2 separate regions of the Macaca fascicularis genome follow, and region 2 is linked to region 1. The links are chromatin contacts, called in public Hi-C maps. All regions are on one chromosome and are shown on one strand. Each heading gives the region's core, a stretch centred on a gene start, on an enhancer-like site or on the middle of the called end of the contact. The rest is flanking DNA. Distances are from core to core; before and after follow the strand shown. Region 1 holds the start of MYH9 (myosin heavy chain 9). Region 2 overlaps MYH9 (myosin heavy chain 9).

Evidence for each region. A called contact is a pair of places that touch in the nucleus more often than the background predicts.
Region 2: a contact with region 1 is called in a Hi-C map of skeletal muscle, with 4 times the contacts expected there. The contact joins the enhancer-like site here to the promoter of MYH9 in region 1. A contact is called at or near these places in 2 of 2 Hi-C or Micro-C datasets (liver and skeletal muscle).

Annotation. Positions count from the first base shown.
Region 1 is chr10:15,293,102-15,297,335 of T2T-MFA8v1.1, forward strand. MYH9 (myosin heavy chain 9) reads left to right here and starts at 1,905. Exons shown (of 41, transcript XM_065522178.1): 1 at 1,905-2,064.
Region 2 is chr10:15,356,817-15,361,361 of T2T-MFA8v1.1, forward strand. MYH9 (myosin heavy chain 9) reads left to right here. Exons shown (of 41, transcript XM_065522178.1): 4 at 473-500; 5 at 1,292-1,385. Among named protein-coding and RNA genes, the nearest start is that of MYH9, 64 kb to the left of the region's middle. Within about 2 kb of position 2,850, at least 1 of the 6 cell types and tissues checked has an H3K27ac peak or open chromatin away from gene starts, as enhancers often do.

The DNA of each region.
Region 1 (4,234 bases), core at 655-3,154:
ACTACAGGCGTGTGCCACCATGCCCAGCTAATTTTTTGTATTTTTAGTAGAGACGGGGTTTCACCATGTTAGCCAGGATGGTCTTGATCTGCTGACCTCGTGATCCGCCCACCTCAGCCTCCCAAAGTGCTGGGATTACAGGTGTGAGCCACTGTGCCCGGCCTCTGATGACTTTTAAAAAATTATTATTGGCCATTTATAATTCTTCTTTAAAATCACCTGTTCCTGTTTTTGGCCATTTTTATTTTGGAGTCTTTGAGGTTTTTCTTTTTCTTTCTTTTTTCGTGTTTTTTGAGACGCAGTTTCGCTCTTGTTGTCCAGGCTGGAGTGCAATGGCATGATCTCTTTTCACTGCAACCTCCGCCTCCTGGGTTCAAGCGATTCTCCTGCCTCAGCCTCCTGAGTAGCTGGGATTACAAGCATGGGCCACCATGCCTGGCTAATTTTTTTGCATTTTTAGTAGAGACGGGGTTTCTCCATGTTGGTCAGGCTGGTCTTGAACTCCCAACCTCAGGTGATCCGCCTGCCTCGGCCTCCCAAAGTGTTGTGATTACAGGCGTGAGCCACCGTGCCCCGCTGAGGTTTTTCTTATCAACTGGGAAGAGATCTTTATATACTGCTGATAGTAATTCTTTGTCACAGAGTTGCAAAATCTTTTTTTTCCCAGCTTTTTTTTGCCTTTAGAACATAGTTTTTTTTCTGAAGTTAATTTGGAAGAACAGTTTCGTCATGATAGGAAGAACATTCCAGTAAGAAAGAGTAAGGATGAGAAATTTACCCTCATAGATATAGAATGTATTATAAAGGTATCATCATTAAAGCATTGAAGGATTGGCACAGGTGCACACAGAAAGATCAATGTATACAAGTCAGAAACAGCTTAAAGTATAAAATAGTTGAATAGGCGATGAAGGTGCCAACTAAAATCAGTGGAGGAAATAGTGTCTGGACAAGTGGCTTTTACAAAAATTATGTCAGGTTTCTTCCTCACCCCAAAAATAAATTCCAGATGGATCAAAAGATTTTTCATTTAAAAATGAAAACATTTTTTATCCTCTTGTAGTGGACAGTAACAACAAAAAAAAGTGCAATTTGTAACAAGCATCTGAAAGGATGTATGCGAGTTAATGACATGGAGGTGAAGAGAGGCTCCGAAGGGTATTCCAGGCTGAAAGAACGGCCAGAGCAAAGGTTTGGAGGCTGAAAGGCAGCAACGTGCGGTCTCTAAAGAGGCAGGGTCAGGAATCGAACTCAAGACGCCCACAATGGAATCCAGGGTTGAGTCCATGCCCGCCCCCACAGGGATCATAATTATGTAAAATAGCATTTTTCCCATATATGGTACTTAATATCTGTCCTTCTGGTGGGATGACAGGAGACTGAGAGCACAGCTCGCGGGGCGGGGTATCCAGACCTTCCCAGTCGGCCTCCGGGGCGGGGAGTTCCAGACCTTCACTGTCGGCTCCCGGCGGGCCTCGCCCCGGCCCAGGCAAGGCACCAAAATCCCGGCCCGGAGCCCTCCGCGCCCCGAGTTGCCGCCTCCTGATTGGATTCCCTCTGTGTCAATCCTATCCTAGAACCTGGCTGTCCGTTGGACCCGCCCTAGAGGGCGGGGCTCCCGCCTAGGAAGCGGAGGAAGGTGGAGCGGGTGGTGAGGTGGGGGCGAAAGAGGAGGATGAATCCCCACCCATCTGGCCGCAGAGGCTCCGCCCACTCCCCTTTCCAGAGGCCAACACGTCTGCCCATCAAAGCCAGGCGCGGCCTGCAGTGGGTGAAGCAGGAAGGAGGGCGGGATTGTGCCTCCAGGCTCCGCCCCGGAGCCGGCTCCGGGCTGGGAATGGGCCCGCGACTCCGAGGGCGGGGCGGGAAGGCGGCGAGGAGCCGAGCTGGGTGCGGTGAGGCGCGCAGATCACCGCGGTTCCTGGGCAGGGCACTGAAGGCTGAGCAAGGCTGACCTGCTGCAGCTCCCGCCTCGTGCGCTCGCCCCACCCGGCCGCCGCCCGAGCGCTCGAGAAAGTCCTCTCGGGAGACCAGCTCCTGTTCCCGGGGCAGATCCAGGTTCAGGTGAGCGAGCCCCACCGCGGTCCCGCCCCGGGCAGGCGGCGGCGGGCGGGCGGGGGCGAGACGCGCGGCCGCCGGGCCGACTTGTGGTTCTTGGGCTCGGTGCGGCCCGCCACCCGCGCGGGCAGGCGCGGACGCCGGCGGCCCGGTGCCCGGCACCGCATCCTTCCCAGGGGGACCGGGACCCCCGCGCGGGAACTCGGGGAGGGGGCCGGCGGCAGCGAGGCCTCGGGGTGCAGGGGCGGCCTCGGGACCCGCGCTCCCCTGCGCCCCTCGTGTTCCCCGGTGCGGTCCCAGGACTGGGCACCGGAGCCGACCTCCCCCTGCCGCTGGGGCACGCGCCCCGCCCTCGCCTCGCCTCGCCCAGGCCCGACTCTGGCAAACTTTTTAACCCCTTCCGGGAGCCGCGGCCCCTGGGACCCAGCCTCACGGGTTGGGAGCCCGGGGCAGCCGCTCCGGTGGAAGTTCCTGGCGTCTGAGGCACGGAGGTAACGGGCAGCGGGCACCGTTTGGCAGCTGTCAGGGCGTCCTCCTGAGTCAGAGTCGGACCGTCCCGCTGCAGACCTTGCACCCGGCCCGGTTTCCGCCTCCGCGGCCGACTTCCTCATTCGCCCGCTGCCGTCAGGCTGGCCGAGGAGGGCCCGGGGGAGGTGCGGCGGCTGCCCGGACAAGGAGGACCCGGCGGGGACCTGGGCGCGAGGCAGGAAGGGCCACCCCCAGCCCCTGCTCCAGCCCTCGACCTCCGACTTCTGTTCCCCGGGGGAGGGAGGCCCGGAATGCAGCAGCCGTCGGGGCCGCCCAGGCGTGCACCTGATTCCACCGCACCCAGGGGCCATCCTGCCCGGGCGGGGCGCGGCGGCAGCTGGCTCTGCCGTTACGACCAGGCCTGGGCGATTGCATCTTTCCTGTTTGAGCCAGATCGGAGTTTTCTATTCTCCACTCCCCGCACCCGCTTCCCTGTGCTGGAGTCCCCACCCCATCCTGTTCTGGGGCCACGCGCAGGAGATAGGACGGCGGCATCCTCATTCCTCCAGGAAAGCCCCGCTGTTTCAAACTGAGAGGCAGCACCCCCAGCACTAGCTTGCCGGCTGTCCTGAGGTGGGGGGCAGGGTGAACGTTCGGCCCCACCCAGCCGGTGTGGAGAGCAGACTCCTTGGGAAGTCCCAGGTCGTGGAGGCAGGCGCTCTCTCCACCGGGCAGTTGAGAGGCCCAGCCACTTTTCGGTTCACTGCGCCCTTTTCTGGGTTTAACAGGATTTCAAAGTAACTGTTCAGTAACTGTGGAAAGGGAAGAGAACCTTGGCTCCTTCTCCATGCGGCGCAACACTGTGGCCATTCTAACTCCACTGTCTGGGCCAGTGTTTGGCTCACCTGATGGCTTAGGAGTTCCTTTTTGGTAAGGAGGGAGGCCTTTTGAGACAATCACTCAATTAATAATAGTCAGTTTGTATACAAGGCTGCTATGTGGGGGGAAGAGGACACAGATGTGTAATTGAGCAAATATTTAACTGCCCTCTCTGTGCCAGGGACTCTGGCAGGTGGTGGGGGATGGGAGTTGAGTAAGACCTGGCCCATGCCCATGGGCACTTAGGGGAGAACTGAGACAAATCCGTAGATGAGTCTAACGTGAGGTGGAGATGACAGGGACCCCGGAAAGGTACTGTGAGTCATGGAGATTGGGAGAAGGGAGCCAGACTGCCCTGTGAAATCCCGGGCCCTGCCTCTGCCCTTGGGGAGTTTACAGTCCTCAAGGGGAAAGTGGCAGAACGAGTGAAATACAAAGGCAGCCTGTGATGTGTGTCCCAAGTATGCCATAGACAAAGGACTCGAGGAATTTCAAGGCTGAGAGGGGCCACTTCTCTGGGACAAGGAGGGAGCTGCTACAAGGGAGAAGCACATTGCAGGTTTGGCAAACTGAGGCAAGCACGCGGTGCTGGAAAGTGAGGAGCCTCTTTGTGGGTAATTGGAGGGTAATTAAAAACATGGAGAGATTGCTTAGTGTAATTTGAGAGCCACTGCGCCCTAGATGACTGTGGGGTGACACCAAAGAACTTCAGTCTTCATACTCAGCAAGCCCTGGCAGCGCAGGTGGGCAGATCCAGGTGTCTGGAGAGCCGGCATTGGCAGGCTCCGTTTGGGGAGCTCTCCAGTCCGGGAGAAAAGAGCAGCATTCT
Region 2 (4,545 bases), core at 1,600-4,099, 65 kb after region 1:
GCAAAGCCAGGCCTCATCACCCCTCCTCCTCCAGCCTCTTCAGCGGTGCTCCTTCCTTCCATGGGGGTGGTATTTAGAGCACCTGCAGTGGGCTTATTTCTAACAATCTCAGCCCCCAATTATAAACACACAGGGCAGGTCCCACTCAGCTCCCAGGAAAGTGGACTCCTGGAGAGCTTTCCACACACTCGTTCCTCTAAGGTGGGAGACGCAGAACTATTTCTGGTTTTCTGGTGGGGGCTGGACAGCGTGGGTGGGCAGTCTGAGCTCCTGGGTGGCAGGAGCAGCTGCCCAATGGCACTCTCCCCCGCAAATGCTCCTCCCAGCCAGGTGTGAGGGCGGGCTGTGAGATCCCCGCAAAGACAGCATCTGCGGCACTGTACTCCGTCTGGGAAACGGGCAGCTCTTCGGGAGCAAGCGGGGGAGGCTTTTGTATCTGGTGGGAGTTAATCTGATGTCTCCTTTGTTTCAGACCGAGAAGATCAATCCATCCTGTGCACGTAAGTATTTCTCCGTCTGGGTAGTGGTTCGTTTCACCCCAATCTGTTCTCATTCTTGAGGACTCCTACCGAAACCACAGCTGGGGGTGGTGGAGTCCCCGATTCCCAAGTCAAGGCCCCCTCCTCCGCTTCTCCATGGGACAGGACTTCAGTTTGTATGTTTGCTACTCAGCGATCCCACCGCATGGATGAGTTCAGTCTGAATCATCCTTCCTCCAGGAGCCAGTGGGAAGGAAGGTGGCGCTTATGGCAGAAAGGAAAAGCAAGATTTCCCCCCAATCCGGCTGGGAACCAGCTCCTCCGTAACTTCTGGGCGGAAGGCATTCCTTCTTGCTCTGGATGGTGGCTTTTCTTTACCTGGATTGAAGTGGACACTGGGGCCTCTCACCTTTTAACTTAACAAGGAGATCCATAAACCTCATTGCCGAGAGAGTTAATGGCACAGAACGTTCCTTCAAGTGACGTTTCAAAGGAACATGTACAAGTGCCTTTGACCCCTAAGTCCACAGCTGCCTAAAACTGATTTTTAAAACACTTGGATGTGAAGGCTGCCAAGTGACCAGGGCAGGCAGTGGATTTCAGTTTACTTCTATCCAGCCCCTGGAGAGCCATGGGAAGTGGACTGCATGAGGATTCCAGAGCGTTTATGTGGCAATTCCTTTTTCTGCCACACGTTGGGTCCTTCATGGGCACCTGACAGAATGTGAGGCAGTGGAGTGTGCAGTGGGAAGGGACAGAGGTCAAGGACTTGGCCATGCCTAAGCTTGAGACTTCCTTGCCTCTCTTGGTAGGGGTGAATCTGGAGCTGGCAAGACAGAGAACACCAAGAAGGTCATCCAGTATCTGGCGTACGTGGCGTCCTCGCACAAGAGCAAGAAGGACCAGGTGAGCGCTGTGGTCCTCGTCCCCGCGGCCACTTGCTGGGCCTTGGTGGGATGATGGAGGAAGAGCACTTAGTGGTCGTGGCTTCAGCTTTACATGAGGATGCTTTGGGGAATGAAGCAGAGGCTGGGCCCATTTCCATTGAGGCGACGGCGTGGCCTGTCCTGGGAGTGGTCCAGCGATAGCAAGCCCATTCTGTCCTTGGCCTCCTAGCCTTCTGAGTTGCTGTGGAAACTGGTGAGGTCCTGGAGTTTGCGTAGCAGCCCTCTTGGCGTTTGCAGCTCATTGCTGTGTGTCCCCCCGCTTCTGAGGCTGGAAGGCAGATTCCAAGACTTGGTCCTCAAGTTGATGGAGGCTGTGTTTGAATCCATTTCTTTCCCCTGATGTTGAAATGCCTCTGGGTGGGCCGGGCGCGGTGGCTCACACCTGTAATCCCAGCAGTTTGGGAGGCCGAGGTGGGCGGATCACAAGGTCAGGAAATCGAGACCATCCTGGCCAACATGTTGAAACCCCGTCTCTACTAAAAATACAAAAAATTAGCCGGGCGTGGTGGCGGGCGCCTGTAGTCCCAGCTACTCGGGAGGCTGAGGCCGGAGAATGGCGTGAACCCGGGAGGCGGAGCTTGCAGCGAGCCCAGATCACGCCACTGTACTCCAGCCTGGGTGACAGTGAGACCCCGTCTCAAAAAAAAAAAAAGAAATGCCTCTGGGCAGACAGCCACCCAACCCCACCACCCCAGCGAAGAGAGAAAGGGCAATTGGAAAGTCATCTCACCTCCATTTTTTTCCTCTCCCTTTTGATGGATTATGGTTGAACCAGCAGCGTCCTCGCTAGGTGAGCTGCACGTTTTACTGCACGTTCTGCACTGGGAATGCGTGTTCTGCCCATCGTGTGCCCTTGAATTCTGTATTTTGTTCTAAGCAGCTTTTCACCCCACACTTGTCACTTTCTGCAGCTAGAGCTCTTCTTTTAGGCTCAGCTCACTGACTGTCTTGGGAGGAGGGGCTGGGTGTGGCACACAGTGACCTCCTGTGCACTCTGAAGTGACAGTCCCTGCAGAATGGAGATGGGCCTCACACCTAGTTCTCAGAAACTCCAGTCACGCCCAGATTTCCCCACAGCGCACTATAGCTGTCATGTCCCATGCAGAACTTGACCCCGGCACGGTGGGCGGGGACTCCGCTCTCACGGAGCCCTCCATGCTCTGTGGTCCAGACCAGATGCAGATGGCCGGCGGCCCTCGCCTGCCACCGCCGTGCCAGTCAGAAGCAGTGCTGGGGAGTTCTCATGTTGGAGTTTTTCAGAGGTTGGGGTGATCAGACAAGCATGGCTGTGGGACGCTGTCTCTCAAGCACACTCTTAAACTCCCCTGTGAAACCTAAGTGCCAGTGGTGTTCCTTGAAGCCGTCAGGGGGAGCTTGGTCTTGGTCGCTCCCAGCGGCGGCTCCACCTTACTGGCGTGCCGTGTGCGGCGTTCGTAAGTAAGGAGGGGTGTGAGTCTGCATGCAGGTCTGGGGTGTGGCCTGCAGAATGGCCTAATGAGTACAGTCTTCTGGAACCCAACCAAAAGTAACTTTTCATGTGCCAAGCTTCTCAAGACATTTGGAATCTTTTTCCATGGGGTGTCAGGAGTTATATTTAGAAACTAATAAAGTTTCTTTTCTTCTCTCTCCCTCTCCCCCTGTCTCCGTATCTCCCTCTCTCCCTGTCTCCCTCCCCTACCCCCCATTTTGCATTCTTTTTAGGAGGCCTATTTTAAAAACAAAGCTGTGAGGTTAGGAGTTCTCTAGCCGTGGTTTTCCATCTCCGAATTTGCAGTAAAATCCTTTTCCCAAGTATTTATTGACTGCCTAGTACATGACTGGTTCTTGGGAGGGTGACACTGGAGTCCCTGTCCTGGAAGACAGGAGACAGGACACAGAGAGCAGTGAAATAGCTCATATGCCTTACATCGGGGGTTCCTGTTGTAGAGGGGAAGGCAGCACTCAGCAAAGACAGCAGGCTGGGGTTGGGGGTGACAGTGGGAGCCATGCTGTCAAAATGCAGACTTTGCTAGGCACCCTGTCCCTGCCCTGAGCCCACTAGAGTGAGGGAGTAGGTTGCCCCAGGGTTCCAGTCACAGCTCAGGCTGTTAGTGTGAAAGGCCATTGGCCGGTTTGGTTGATTTCCTTGCCTGAAGCTGTGCTGTGATTTTCCACAGGCAGCCGGAGCATGGAACACCCTTGAACTTGGTTTGGGAGCCAGCAGTCTCTCGCTTGCAGTGGCCAAGTTGACCCTCCCAATACCAGCAGAGGGGTTGTTCCAGACCTCACCTTGCTGTGGGGAGGCCAGGTTTGGCCTGGGCTGCGGGTTGGCAAAGCAGAGCTTGGTCCAAGGAGCTTTCCGGGCAGATGCCCGGAGCCTAAATGGTGACCTTTGCCTCTCCCTGGTCTGTTATTTGTGTTCTTGTTGGGGCTCACTGGCAGAAACACCACCCAGTGAAGCCCTTCAGAAACCAATGGGTAACCCCTAACCTTAGACAGTACCACGTCACTTCATGTTATGCAGATTTCATTGAAAAATTAAAATCTCTTCTGTGCCCAATTAGATGTCAGTAGAGGAAAAGCCATAGGTTAGTCATCACTGTTGTCAGCAGGGAACACGGCTCTGGAATCTGAAGTGGCTGCTCCCGACTTGGCCCCGCGGCCCCACTTTCCACGGCAACAGCGTGTGGTCCCAAACAGAGGCCTCAGTTTGCCTCCAAGCCAGGGCAAGCACAGGCCCTGGAGGGGGCCGCGCTCCCTTCTGTCTGCGGGAACGGGAGCGGTTCAGCCAGCCTGGCAGCCTGGCCTGTGCTGTGAGAGGAACGGCGTAGTGGGTGTGGGAGCCATTCTCATCCAAATCTGGCTCCGTGGGCTGCCTCAGCCGACTTCCTAGGCCCGCCCGAGGCCTGTGGGTGGAAACCCGGTGTCCAGTTACCACTGGTGCCCAGCGCACATGTAGAGCCTGCTCTGTGGGCTTGACCCCTGCCCTCTGACCTGGCCCCGCTGACCCTCCTTCAGGGGCGGGCACTAGGGCAATGCCCTCACTTGTCTGGATGGTTCACAAGCAGAAGGCTTCCTAGCCCTGGGTTGGGGGATCCTGGCCTAGGAGGACTGCCAGAGGAGGAGGCTCTGCTCTGTCC